Regions from separate parts of the Drosophila melanogaster genome. Here region 2 is linked to region 1. Evidence: chromatin contacts called from public Hi-C data. All regions are on one chromosome and are shown on one strand. The core of a region is the stretch at or near the end of the contact, and the rest is flanking DNA. Distances in the headings are between cores, read along the strand shown.

What was found. A called contact is a pair of places that touch in the nucleus more often than the background predicts.
Region 2: a contact with region 1 is called in a Hi-C map of the Kc167 cell line, with 3 times the contacts expected there. A contact is called at or near these places in 5 of 107 Hi-C or Micro-C datasets (the Clone 8 cell line, the Kc167 cell line, the OSC cell line and 2 more).

What each region holds. Positions count from the first base shown.
Region 1 is chr3L:8,637,965-8,643,946 of dm6, reverse strand. Cpr66D (Cuticular protein 66D) reads right to left here and starts at 3,508. Exons shown (of 3, transcript NM_168288.3): 1 at 3,103-3,508; 2 at 2,866-3,033; 3 at 363-892. The coding sequence starts at 3,393. The coding sequence ends at 539. It overlaps Zasp66 (Z band alternatively spliced PDZ-motif protein 66), which reads right to left. Exons shown (of 8, transcript NM_001169914.3): 7 at 5,752-5,790; 8 at 5,134-5,680. The coding sequence ends at 5,594.
Region 2 is chr3L:8,700,314-8,706,295 of dm6, reverse strand. No RefSeq gene overlaps it. Among named protein-coding and RNA genes, the nearest start is that of lncRNA:CR44526, 11 kb to the right of the region's middle.

The DNA of each region.
Region 1 (5,982 bases), core at 2,259-4,758:
ACTTCCATTAGATGGCCTTTGTCAGCAACTGCCCGAACGGGTTGTCTTTAGATCTGCCTTTTGGGTGTTGTCACTGGGTTCTTGGTCCGCGTCCTTTCTGAACTTTGCCAATTGCTCGGGGGGTTAGGACATTGATTTATACGCAAATAAAATTTGTTTACCTTCGAGTTGGCAGACATCGGTGTGACCTCAATTTGGGGAGTCTAAGATATTAAGGTTAACAAAAACCGGAAAGAAGTATTGGAAGGAGTTTCAAGAGCAAAGGGATTTGTATTACTCAATCATTGGTGGAGTATTGACCAAAAACGAACTTATCACTTAGCCTCACACAAAAATATTCCATGACACATTTCATGTTTTTTGAAACTTTTAATTTAATATTCTAAACAAGAAAGTCGAACCTAAATGAATGATATAAAATAGAATAATGTTATAATCTCGTGCCAATCGAGTCTCGGCATATTTACAAACTACATGGACTTGCGGAACTTTCAAGAGTGTTTCGACAAGAGTCATCGATCTTGGATGGTCGAATCACCTACTGGTACTGGTGGTACTGTGGCTGCTGCTGTTGCTGCTGGTGCTGATACTGCTGCTTGCTGGGCCCGGAGCTGTACTCCTGCTGGGCCTTGTGCCCTCCAGCGCGGAGCAACTGCGTCGGCGGCGGGGGAGTGGGGATCTTCACCACGATGTCGGTGGGCTCGCGAATGACCTCGGCCTTGAATCCCTCCTTTGGATCAGCCGTGTACTTGACGGTGCGGATGAAGCCATCGGAGTCCACCACCGAGTAGCTACCCTTGATCACCGAACCGTCGCGAATCTCCTTGCGGTTCTGGTAGTTGGTAAACTCGTCGTCCTTCACATCGAATCCAAACTGGTACGAGGAGTTTTGCTAAAAAACATTGTTAGTTAGGCATTAGTTGGGAGATGAGGCTATAACTAAATCTATTACTTAATATGATTTATGAGTAATTAGTAATATAATTGCAAATGCTTTTAGCACTTGTATGATATTAATCTCTTGAAAGGCACTTAAATTTTTTTAATTTCTAAATTAAATGTGATAAAAAGTTATGATATATTTACAGAAAGATATGGGTGCCAGTGAAAACTAATTAAATTGTGCAATGAAAATAGTATCGATTCCAATACACTTTTGCAAAGAAATAAAATCAGATTGGGCACTTTGTGAATGGGGTGGGGCTCGATGGGGACTTTAAATGCGTACTACAACCTGGTGCTGACCCACTTTTGAGGCTGGCCCAAAAAACGTGTCCAGACGCTGGTGTTGCGTCATCGCCCCAAGGCACATTCGCGTAGGCTGTGCAACTCCAAACTCCCAATCCCAGATCACGCACAAGTGAAAGTAATTTGGAGCCGCTTGCATATTTTAATGGTCCGATCGCACGGAATCAAAGTGCCGGTTCGTTGCAGCGGCTGCGGATCACACGATCGATCCGTTGACTGCGGATTATGTTTATGCAACCAGGCGATCGAAGCACCACCACCCATAAAAACCTCGAGGCGTTGGATAATTTATGCACAAGGTTGGTGCGATTTCCCCCTAGTTCTTGTGAGGATCCAATGGCAGCAAGACCTTCGATTGGCCAAGACAATCGGATCTAAGATTGCTGGCAACTGGGTTAAGGTAACAAGAAGATCGTGGCTTTAGAGCGTGGCCACAAATCGATTCCTCGTTCTTTTATTTTAGGTAGCCTTTTAGGCCTGACGTGGACCAAAAAAACAAAGAGCTTAAATGCCCACAGAACTGCAGGCCAAAAATTGGAAAGGCAAAGCCAGTTTGCAAGCCGGTTCTAATGCGTGCCATGTCCATTGGAGCTCATTGTTGTGGGAATTGGGCTCGGAGTTGCAGATCTTATGGTCACGGAGTGGGGATTGGGGTAAATGGGTCGCATTTGAAAGTGATTGTCTGGCGGAGACATTAAGCGGTAAATTGCAATCACTTGTAATGATTAATATAATAGCTCTTACAAATTTGACAATGCTAAGATGTGTTTTAATCATTACATGTGCCGCCACATGATGTTTTCCATTTTCCTAGTGTCTACTAATTTCTTTTGCATTTTAGTTTTAGGATGATGAAATACCAAATTAATTGTCATGTAACTTTTTTTTTTTTTTGACAAAACCCATCAAATCCTGTTTGGGCCATCAATTTTAAGTGGCTAATAGGATGACACACCAACTGAGCACCTTAACCCCATCTCGTTGGCTTGCCGCCGCATTAAGCCTGATGGATTATGGTCACTTTGGTAACGGATATTCGCCAGCTTCCGCATGCAAAGGCCATAAACAATCGCCGGTGGCTAAGTGGCCAAACGGACCGGACCAGGAGCGAACCCGGGCCAATGAACATGCACAATGCGATGCACACACATATGGCCATGGCCAAATCCACACTGTTGCCACACTGAGCGTGGTTAATGAACCCCAAGTCACAGTTGCCCTCCCCCGATCCATCCCCCAATGCCATTGCATGCTTCAATTGTAATTATGTTGTTGTTGTTTTCACTGATGTTGCAGTTGCTGTTGCAGTGAAGCGAAAAGGAAAGTGCGCGAAAGTCCCACTCGAATGTGAGTTCGAACACCAGCTGGGTGCACCGCAAAAAGAGGATCGATTTCAATTTGATATAAAGTATCAAAACGGCTTTGAGTTAAATAATTAAGCTTGTTTCTTTTTTGCAAATTGATTTAAACTGGTTACTTTTAGCTGATCACTGGGTTTCATAGATATCTGTTGATCTATTTGTTTCACATATCTTTTTCATTAATACTTCTTCATATCCGCACCTCATTATTTGTTTGAAAAATGGACATATTGTTTTACGTGTACTGTTAACTTACGTCATCGTATTCCTCCTCCTCGTTTTGCTGCTGCAGCGACAACTTGTGCTGTCCTTTGCCGAGGATCGAAGTGGAAGGAGCCTGGTAGGAGGACTGCTGAATCCTGCGTGGTGGCTGAGGAGCAGCCTGGGCAGGTGGACGGTAGGCGGCCTGCTGAGGCTGATATTGCTGTGAAAAGGTTGTAGATCCAACAATATAGACATCTAGATTATTTGTACAGTAAGTAAGCAAACCCACCTGATAATCCCTGACCGATGGAGCCACGTATCCCTGTTGCTGCTGTGCCCGGATCTGCTCCGCCACCGTATCCTTGATCCTGATCTGCTGGCCAGAGTTCACGTACTGCTGCGTCTGCTCCGAGTTCTGCTCGAAAATGGGCGTGCCATCGTGGGGCTGAGCCTGCTGTTGCTGCTGCTGTTGCTGCAGCTGCTGGTAGTACTGCCTCAAGTAGGCGGGATCCACGCCCTGTTGTCCACTGACCACCACGCCGCAGATGGCCAAAGTGGCCGTCACCAAAAGGAGTTGCATGTTGCTAAGGGTTTACTGGATACTAGATCACACTTGGACGACGGAACGCGGGCACTTGTATTCAAATTCAAACGCTAACTGAAACCTCGACGGAGCCACAATTGTATCTGCGCTGGCTGCGAATCCAAATTGCACTTTTATATCGGCAAACGACAAACGACGAGCGGCAAGCCAAACGACGGCTCTCTCACGCTCTTATTGGCCATAATGCGACTCTCTTGGCTGATTTACAACAGCTGTTTTTTTGGGTGGCCAAAAGACCCCAACTCGGTTGTCACTTCCGTTCGAATCACAGTTCCTCTACCCTCGACCTGGGCCATTGTTAAAGGTTTTTTCCCTACTTTTTTTTTGTAACCCTACGTGATCTCGGCCAACAGCTGTTAACTTGGCCAAAAAAAAAAAAAAGAGGAAGCTGACTAGCATTGGAAAACTTTCCCGAATTTATCATTGCAACAGCTATGCACTCACACACTTTCGAGGGCATGCAGTGCCCACGAGCAAATGTAAATTGCATTTGCAGTTTACTCCTTCGACATGCATGTCTATATAATATAGCTATATCTATATTCCACGCAATTCTCTTGATGGCTTCCCATTAGATAATCATGCCCAATTAATCGCTTGGCTCTTGGAGAAGAAGAGGTCAATGCGATCGGAGGAGGGCCACACCCGAGTCAAAAATCGAACCCAGCAAGTGCATTGTTGCTGACCCAAATTCGACTAAACGTTTTTCTATGTATCCATCTATCTGTGAATAGCTAGCTATCTATATATGTATCTGCCTATCTGTATCTGAATCAGACGTTGCGTTTGCGTTGCGGTTGAATGGGTTCAAGCGATCTTCGATGTCGCCGATTGCCAAATCTTCTCTTTTTTTTTCTGCACTCCCAAGCCCTTTGCATATACGATCTTTGCGATCATGTGATGGTGGCATTAAGCCCCATAAGTCCTCCTACAACATTTGATACGTGATTACAATTGCCACAGAGCACTCTTTTGCGTATGGTTCATGAGATACGCCCTGAATTTGCATCGATTCGCAGTCGACAAGGTCGTTTCGGGGGAGTCGAAAACGGGGCATTAAATGTGGGGCTGACCGTTTAATGGGATCGCGCTGACATTGTAACAGCTTTGAAATAAAGCAAAATAGTACACAATCGAAAGAAAAACCAACCACATTTGTGGCTTACTTAGCCGTGAAGTGAAAGTACATTATGTGTTGCAGACGATTGTTATGCACATTACACACGTACACACACTCGAGTGACTTATTTCCATTCAAATTAAAGTCAAATTTATGGGTACGCTCATTTCTCGGCTCATGTGTGCATATAGTTTCAATATAAATACGTTTAATTGCCGGAATGATTGATGGAATAAGTGCAAATCTGCAGCGTCATGTTATGCAAAGATTTTTGGCTACTTCTTTTTGACTTCGGTTTGCTATGGTTTTGAACTGGGTTTGGCCCTACTTAATGTTTTAAAAGAAGGCAGGCTGACAGACAAAAGAGCTCGTCATATTCAAATTATTGTGATACAATTACGTTGTCGGCATGTTGAAATGTACGATTCAAAATATATTGCACTTTAAGCGTAAATTTCAGGTGCAAATGCCTTTAAATTACATAATAGTTCCACGTCATATGATCACACTTGATATATAAAAATCTGATTCATACATATGTACGTAAATTAGCTTGCTTATATTTATAACACATAATGCACACACATTTCTTTCATCCAATCAAAGTCACTTTTATTAATTAAAACATTCTTAATACCTATTACATTCCATGACTAGAATCACTCGGTATTAACACGCCTGACTGGCTGTTAACTTAGAATCAGCATAACATAAACATAACTATAAACCAAATTTTACTTTCCTTTTTTTTTTATTTAATTAATTTATATACGTTTTCTATTGCATATGCAGACAGTAATTAGGTTGAGGCGGCGTTAAGTGGTGTTTATATCGTAAATTTATTTCGATGCCAATTGATTACCAATCCATTATATCATCAAGCTTGTTAGTGGTTCACAATTTCTTGTCGTTCTTCATATAATTTATTGAGTAAGTTAAACAGAATTTCATAAAAATCCGCTAAATATGTTAGGAGATAAAACAAGTGCAGCAGATGTTGCCGATGTTGCGTTGATGTTGATGTTGCTGCTGTCGCTGGTGTTGCAGCTGCACTTTCTAGTACTCGGTGGCACCAATCACGCTGTACATGAGACGATTGAAGGAGCCGCTCTGGCGTATGTTCTCATCGTGGGTGTTTACCACCTGTTCACCCATCATAAGACACATCATTAGTATAACATTCAGTTAACAGTGAATAAATCCGCGCTACTCACATTGTACGGCGGCCGGGATACTGGCGCTGATACTGGTTTCTGTAATAGCATTTGGATGGAGTGAACAGATAAGATATAGCTTAATAACTCTGGCTAAATCCAGCAATTTCGGTTAAAAACTTTTTAAATGCAATATTCAACTGTTATGAGCTTCGGTTAGATGTTATTATTCCGTGTTAGAATGCCAAAAAGATGTGTGCTTCTTGTGATTTGGAAAATATACACATATAT
Region 2 (5,982 bases), core at 2,431-4,930, 62 kb before region 1:
ACTAAGGGAGCTCGCTAAAGGCTGGTTGGTTGGGAATGTTGTTCAAACTTATATATTTCGGGGCGTTAAAATTGACAACGTAAATTGCGAAAAAAAAAAAAACACAACGCAGAGCGGAAGAGGAGAGAGATCCCCTTGAAGACCGGCGAACGTGCAGCGACTTCACACTTTCAAAGTAATTTTAACACATTTCAATTAAAAAGGCAAGAGGGCCGCGCCGCCGCCTTTTGCGTCCACGGAACATGTAAAATTTAATTAAAAACCCTTTAAGGATAACCGAACCGGCAGTGAGAGCACGTAACGCCCGGTTATTTGGTGTGGCAGCCTTAATTGAAGGTGCCTCCGATCCGCGATCCCCAATCCCCGATCGCCGTGCTATCCAGCGATTTGGCAGTGGAAACGCTATTAAAGGGGGCTGTCATAACCATCATGAACAGAGTCTTGGAACACCAGGACAGGAGTGTTATTGTTTTCGATTTACGACAACCATAAATCAATAGCTTAATTGATAACTTGACGCTATTTACGATGACACAAATTAGAATTTGTGTGGACAGTTTATGGCACGAAGTCAGTCAGTCGGTCCGCCCGGTTGATTCGTGGATGGGAGGGCCGGGAAACTGGGAAACGGGTGTTAATAGAGCCGACTTTTCACAAGTGCCCCCATCGCAGCGGCGTTGTGAGTGTCGAAATTTTTCCACACTCGTGGAAGCTTTCCAGGTGCCCCTTCATCTTTTCTTCATTCATTCGGCGCCAGTCACGTTTTTCGTACAAAAAGCTACGGAAGATTTTCAGCGTACATCTCCACGAACGTCATCATTATCAGCAGGGCGTTGCTAAGCAATCAACACAGTCACACTGCTCCGTTTGTTGCCATAAATTGGCTTTATCACAGATTCAGCACCCACAATGGGCGACTCTAGCCGCCCTATCCCCCATTCCACCTTTGTACCATAGCTCAAGGGGGAAAGTCGGCCGACTTTGGCAGCCATCACGATCACGACGCGATCGCCTGCAACACGTGATACCGCTGAAGGTCGCGTGACAATAACAAAATAATATATGTGATTTATGTACATACATATGAGTACGCGTACGTACTCACCATCGGCCAGTCATCGTTTGATAATGATAGTGATAATGATAGACGGACGGACTGGCGATAAGGCCGTCGGGCGAAAACAAACTGGCACAACAGCAGCGAGGCTTTTTATAGGCACCAATCAGCGGCTCCAAGTTGCGAGCGGCGTGCGCGGCGATAAGGCCCACAATTCAGACCCCAAAAAAAGAAGACGGGGGCCCATCGAAAGTGCTGCGAATACTCTGACCTGGAAGGGGTCCTCCACTCTCAGCTGGCCGCCAGATTGAGTCCCAGATGGAAATCGCAGCACTCTGATTTATCGCCTCGAGCACCGAGCACTTTTAACCCATCACGATGGACGTAATCTAGGAGTTTGATTTCGAAAATCTACAATCTCAGCATCATAGGATGAAGAATACGTCAATGCAGATTTTTTGTAAAGAATATTCTCGATGCCTTAGGATTCTACATATATACAGATATAAATCACGATAAAGTTGGTTTATTGCAAAGGAGTGATATCATATTTTATTGCAGTCCATAGTATAGGAGTAGAACATTTGGGAACTTTAATCTCTATATTAATATATCTTACAACCCAATTCGAATTTTTTAGAAAGCTTACGGTATGCTTTTAATTCCTGTTTATGAGCTATAGAACTCGGAATGGCTTTAGATAATGGTGCTATTGTTTTTGACATAAGTCTCTTTATAACTAGGAAAGTTTTTCGTTAAGAGTATTTTCGCTTCGTGTTATCAATAGGCCAAACGAAATTCAGTTCATTTGTTGTGCGAAACGAACACAGCCAACAAGCGATCCAACGAAACAAACAAACAAATAAAATTTGAAATGCCATGGAAATTTCCTCAAAAGCAAAAGAATTTCGCCCAAGAGATGTTTTCGATGATGATGATACCCCAGAAATCAGTTGCCATTTCCATAGATGCGAATGCATAGGTGGGTTGCGTTACCTTGTCGACTATTATTCAGATTTTAGATTCTGGAAAGTACGATACTCGTATATGTATACATTATCCAGGTGGTTACGATGTCACGGCGGCTTTCATGGATCCACCGACAACTCCGACATTCCTGCAGCTACCGTTGAGAAATCGTGAAGTTCGAACCAGTTTTTGGTGATCAGGCTGTCACAGATGTTGTTGCTGCCAATCGGTATTCAGTGTTCAGTATTCGGTATCTGTATTTGTTTCTATAATACCATTGACGTCAAACAAACGGCATGGACCATCAACACAATTAATATGGAATTAGAAAAGTCTCGCGACGTTGTCCCCACATCTGCCACCAAGTCGGGCTTGGGCTGATCTATGCTAATTCCCCGCCCGATCGGCAAATACAATATTTATAAGGCGAAGATTCTGAATATGCTTCCTCCCTGAGACTACATAATTTAGCTAGGCTTTATAAATATTCATTAGGAGTCAAATACTCGTTGCTGTGGCGCTTCGAAAAATATTTGAAAGCCTTCTTGGAAATATTCCCAGTATTTGCGATGTTGATTCAGACATTGCTGGCCTACATTTTATGGCGGAAATTGATTTTCTCTCGGAAAAAACATGACTGAAAAAATACTGAACACTTAAAGGGGATTTCTACATATAAGCGACTTAAAAAGCGCCACAAAAATTTCTTCAAATCGTCGTTACTAAGCCAGAAATCCCAAACCTTTATCGTCTATATTCATTCATTTCATCAGAATATACGGTTTTTTTTTATGCGGAGAAAAAACCACAAAAAATATTTGTTCTCATATATAAGAACTTAATGCCACATATATTCGATAACCTAACAACTTCGGGCAGAACTCATAAATTTAATTCATCAACTCCACCCAAAAGCAAGCACAAAACTCTGCCCCAAAAGTGTTTCTCAAATAAAATTGAGGATATATGTGATGATGTCTGGCACATATTAAAATGCGGCAGAGAGAACCAGTTGAAAAATTAGACATGAAAAGATTCTGGTATATGGGGAATGTCGCGTGAAAAGAAATACATTTATGCAAAAAAAATCTGGGTAAAGAAATATAAAATAAATAAAAATCCATTGAGCCCAACAAAAGGGGAGAATTATTTGAAACTCGTTTGGCTGGCGCGGCATTTTATTAATAATCTTAATGAATGTGAAACACTTTTATCACAGAAAATTGAAACGGTGAATGGGGCAAGGGGCGTGGCGGCGAGGAAGGGGCGGCGTACAGCACGCGTCATTATCAAATGCCTTGTGATCATTACCGGCGCTACAGTTTTTTTCTCTTCCCGCCGCATTTACGTCAGCAGATGGTCTGGCTGGTTTAAGGTTTAAGGTGGAGTCGCCTACTTTGGTAAATATACATATATATATACTATATATTGTATATTCCCAGTTCTTATATATTTAATTTCCTAGACGCTTTGCTTGCCTTCCATTGAATTTCAGTTTGCACCCTTCATATCGGTCGATCTGTCAATATTTGCAAGTCACTTTCATGTTTGTTTTGCAAAAAAAGGAAAAAAAGAGAGAGGGGCATTAAAACAAATATTTCTGGAGCTACAGATACAGATCCATTGGCTTGTTCAAGAGTCGTTGACGCTCGTCGACTCGACTGAACTCGGTGCGAAAAGCAAAACGCTGTCAATATTTGCACTCCGGGCACTGGGTGTGACATTACTCATACGCACCGTTGGCACGGACGAACGCATTAGAACCTGCAACCGGCTAATTAGCTGCCATATCCGACTGCACAAACAGTAGGGCAGTCCAAGCAAATATGGATCCGTATTCCTATTTGTTTGCCCACTGATTGCCGCGATCGGTAGTTTGAAAGTAGTTCGCACCTGCCACATATCCCAGGGCCCCATTGAATTTACATGGAAATCAAGGCTGTACGGATATTTACATAAATTGCCATTGCCCAGAGTCTGGGCAGCGGGTTGAGTTGGCCTTTTCAAGTCTGGGGATCTCATCTCATCTGGGTGCCGCCCTGCGATCCGTTCCCAACCCAACCGAACCGAACCGAACCGATCCTCTGTCCCTGCCTTGTGTATTGAGTTGTTATGGCCAACGCCTTTGTTTACCCTGCACCATTTTGGCCCTTGTTTTCGTTGTTGTCGACGTCGTGTGCGGCGGCTCCTGTTGTTGTTTTTGGCCAGTAAGAGCCGGTTGGGCCCAAATAAACACTGAGTCCGGCAACTTACTCCAATCCAAAGGCGACCCTGGGCTGCATGGTGGTGTTTGAGTCATAAATTGTTATGACCATTTGGTTGGTATTTTATATGCTTTCGAAACAACATTAAACATTTTATTTTAAAGAAATATTAAAAAAATCTGTGTATCTGTAAAATTAATTTGTAGTTAAAATTTTCAAATTTCTATGAAATAATTTTAATATATGATTTTTCATAACCATCTTGACCATGTTTTTCATACCACAAACACCTAGCTTTACTCGTTTTGACCACTGTGACATCCACCGCCATTGCTGCCATCCAGAGGGCCTGGTCCTGGTCCTTTGTGTTGATCGCAGACCGGTGGAGAAAATTGTTCAATTACACAGAGGCTCGGGATGTCGAGACAAGGGCTACTTGGGTAGTCGCAGCCCGGCAACGACTGCGATTTGCATTTGCAGCGAATCGAAGCACCGGGATGTCGAGATGCAAGATGGAATGGAATGGGATGGTATGGTATGGGATGGGATGGCATGCACTGGAGGAGCGTACCCTTTGCATCTCATAATTGCATGCGACTTGATGCACGTTAAGCAAGTTAACACCCAAGTGCAGCAGCTGCTGCAACTTTAATTAGTTTTGCAGCCAGTGAGAGCGAAAGGGATGGCCTGCGAGCGGGATAGAGTCATTTTTGAATAATGGCCGCTGCTGCAATGCATTAAATTGGCCATCGATTACACGACCCCAGCCAAAAACCTGCTGCAAAACGGCACCAAGAAAATGGCCACCAGTCGCGCTCAAATTTTCCACCACTCAAAGATAAGACTTGGCAATACCCCTTGATAAACACTACGAGCAGTAGTAGATAGTAGACACACCGCGCAGTTGGCCATATAGTTTTACCCCATGGTTACTGCGTCAATCAATTAACAGATAGTAAAAGCCATGCCCGTCGGAGGCGATCGTTTAGGTGGCTTAGGTAAGGGTATGGTTTACATGGCAACAGGCGATCGATCGCCAGTTCGATTGGTCTATGTGCACGGGAAAAACAATTGGCCACAAATGATATAAATTTTATAGTTGTATGACACTAGGACACTGTAAGAATGACACTATGTTGATTCAAAATGAAATACAAATAGATATTTTGTAGGTATTGAACTTCAAAGAGTTACAATGAGCAAGATACTTTACTTCACTAGTTAGTATCAAAATGCCCTGTTTCCAAGTAAATTTCTCTTAGCAAATGTTAGTTTTCAAATGATTATTGGTGTGTAGTACGCAGTACTATTTTCCCCAGTGTAGATACTCCAATCGATCGATCGGCGGAGCGATCGTGCCAGCCTTGCACGGCTAATATTGACTGCCACTGTCTAATTATAGCGCCCAGCCCGAGCTCAGACGACTGTGCCTACGTGATTGTGTGTCTGTGTCACACGACCAGCACCAGCCCCATTCCGCGATCCCCACCCCAGTTACAGCGGCCCACCACCGACGACGACCTGCCCGCGTGCCCACCGAAAGCACCACCACCCAACTGGCACCCTACGAGCGTCAGGCGGTGATAAGAAAATCCACTTGACACAACTCGCGGCGAGCACAACAAAATAATTATTGATAAAAGCGGCTCTACGACTATGTGTACACACATATGTACGTATGTACGTATGAAGATAGATTTTGCACAGGCAAACAGTACATTTGTACGAAAATAAGAAAATAACAAAAAACTA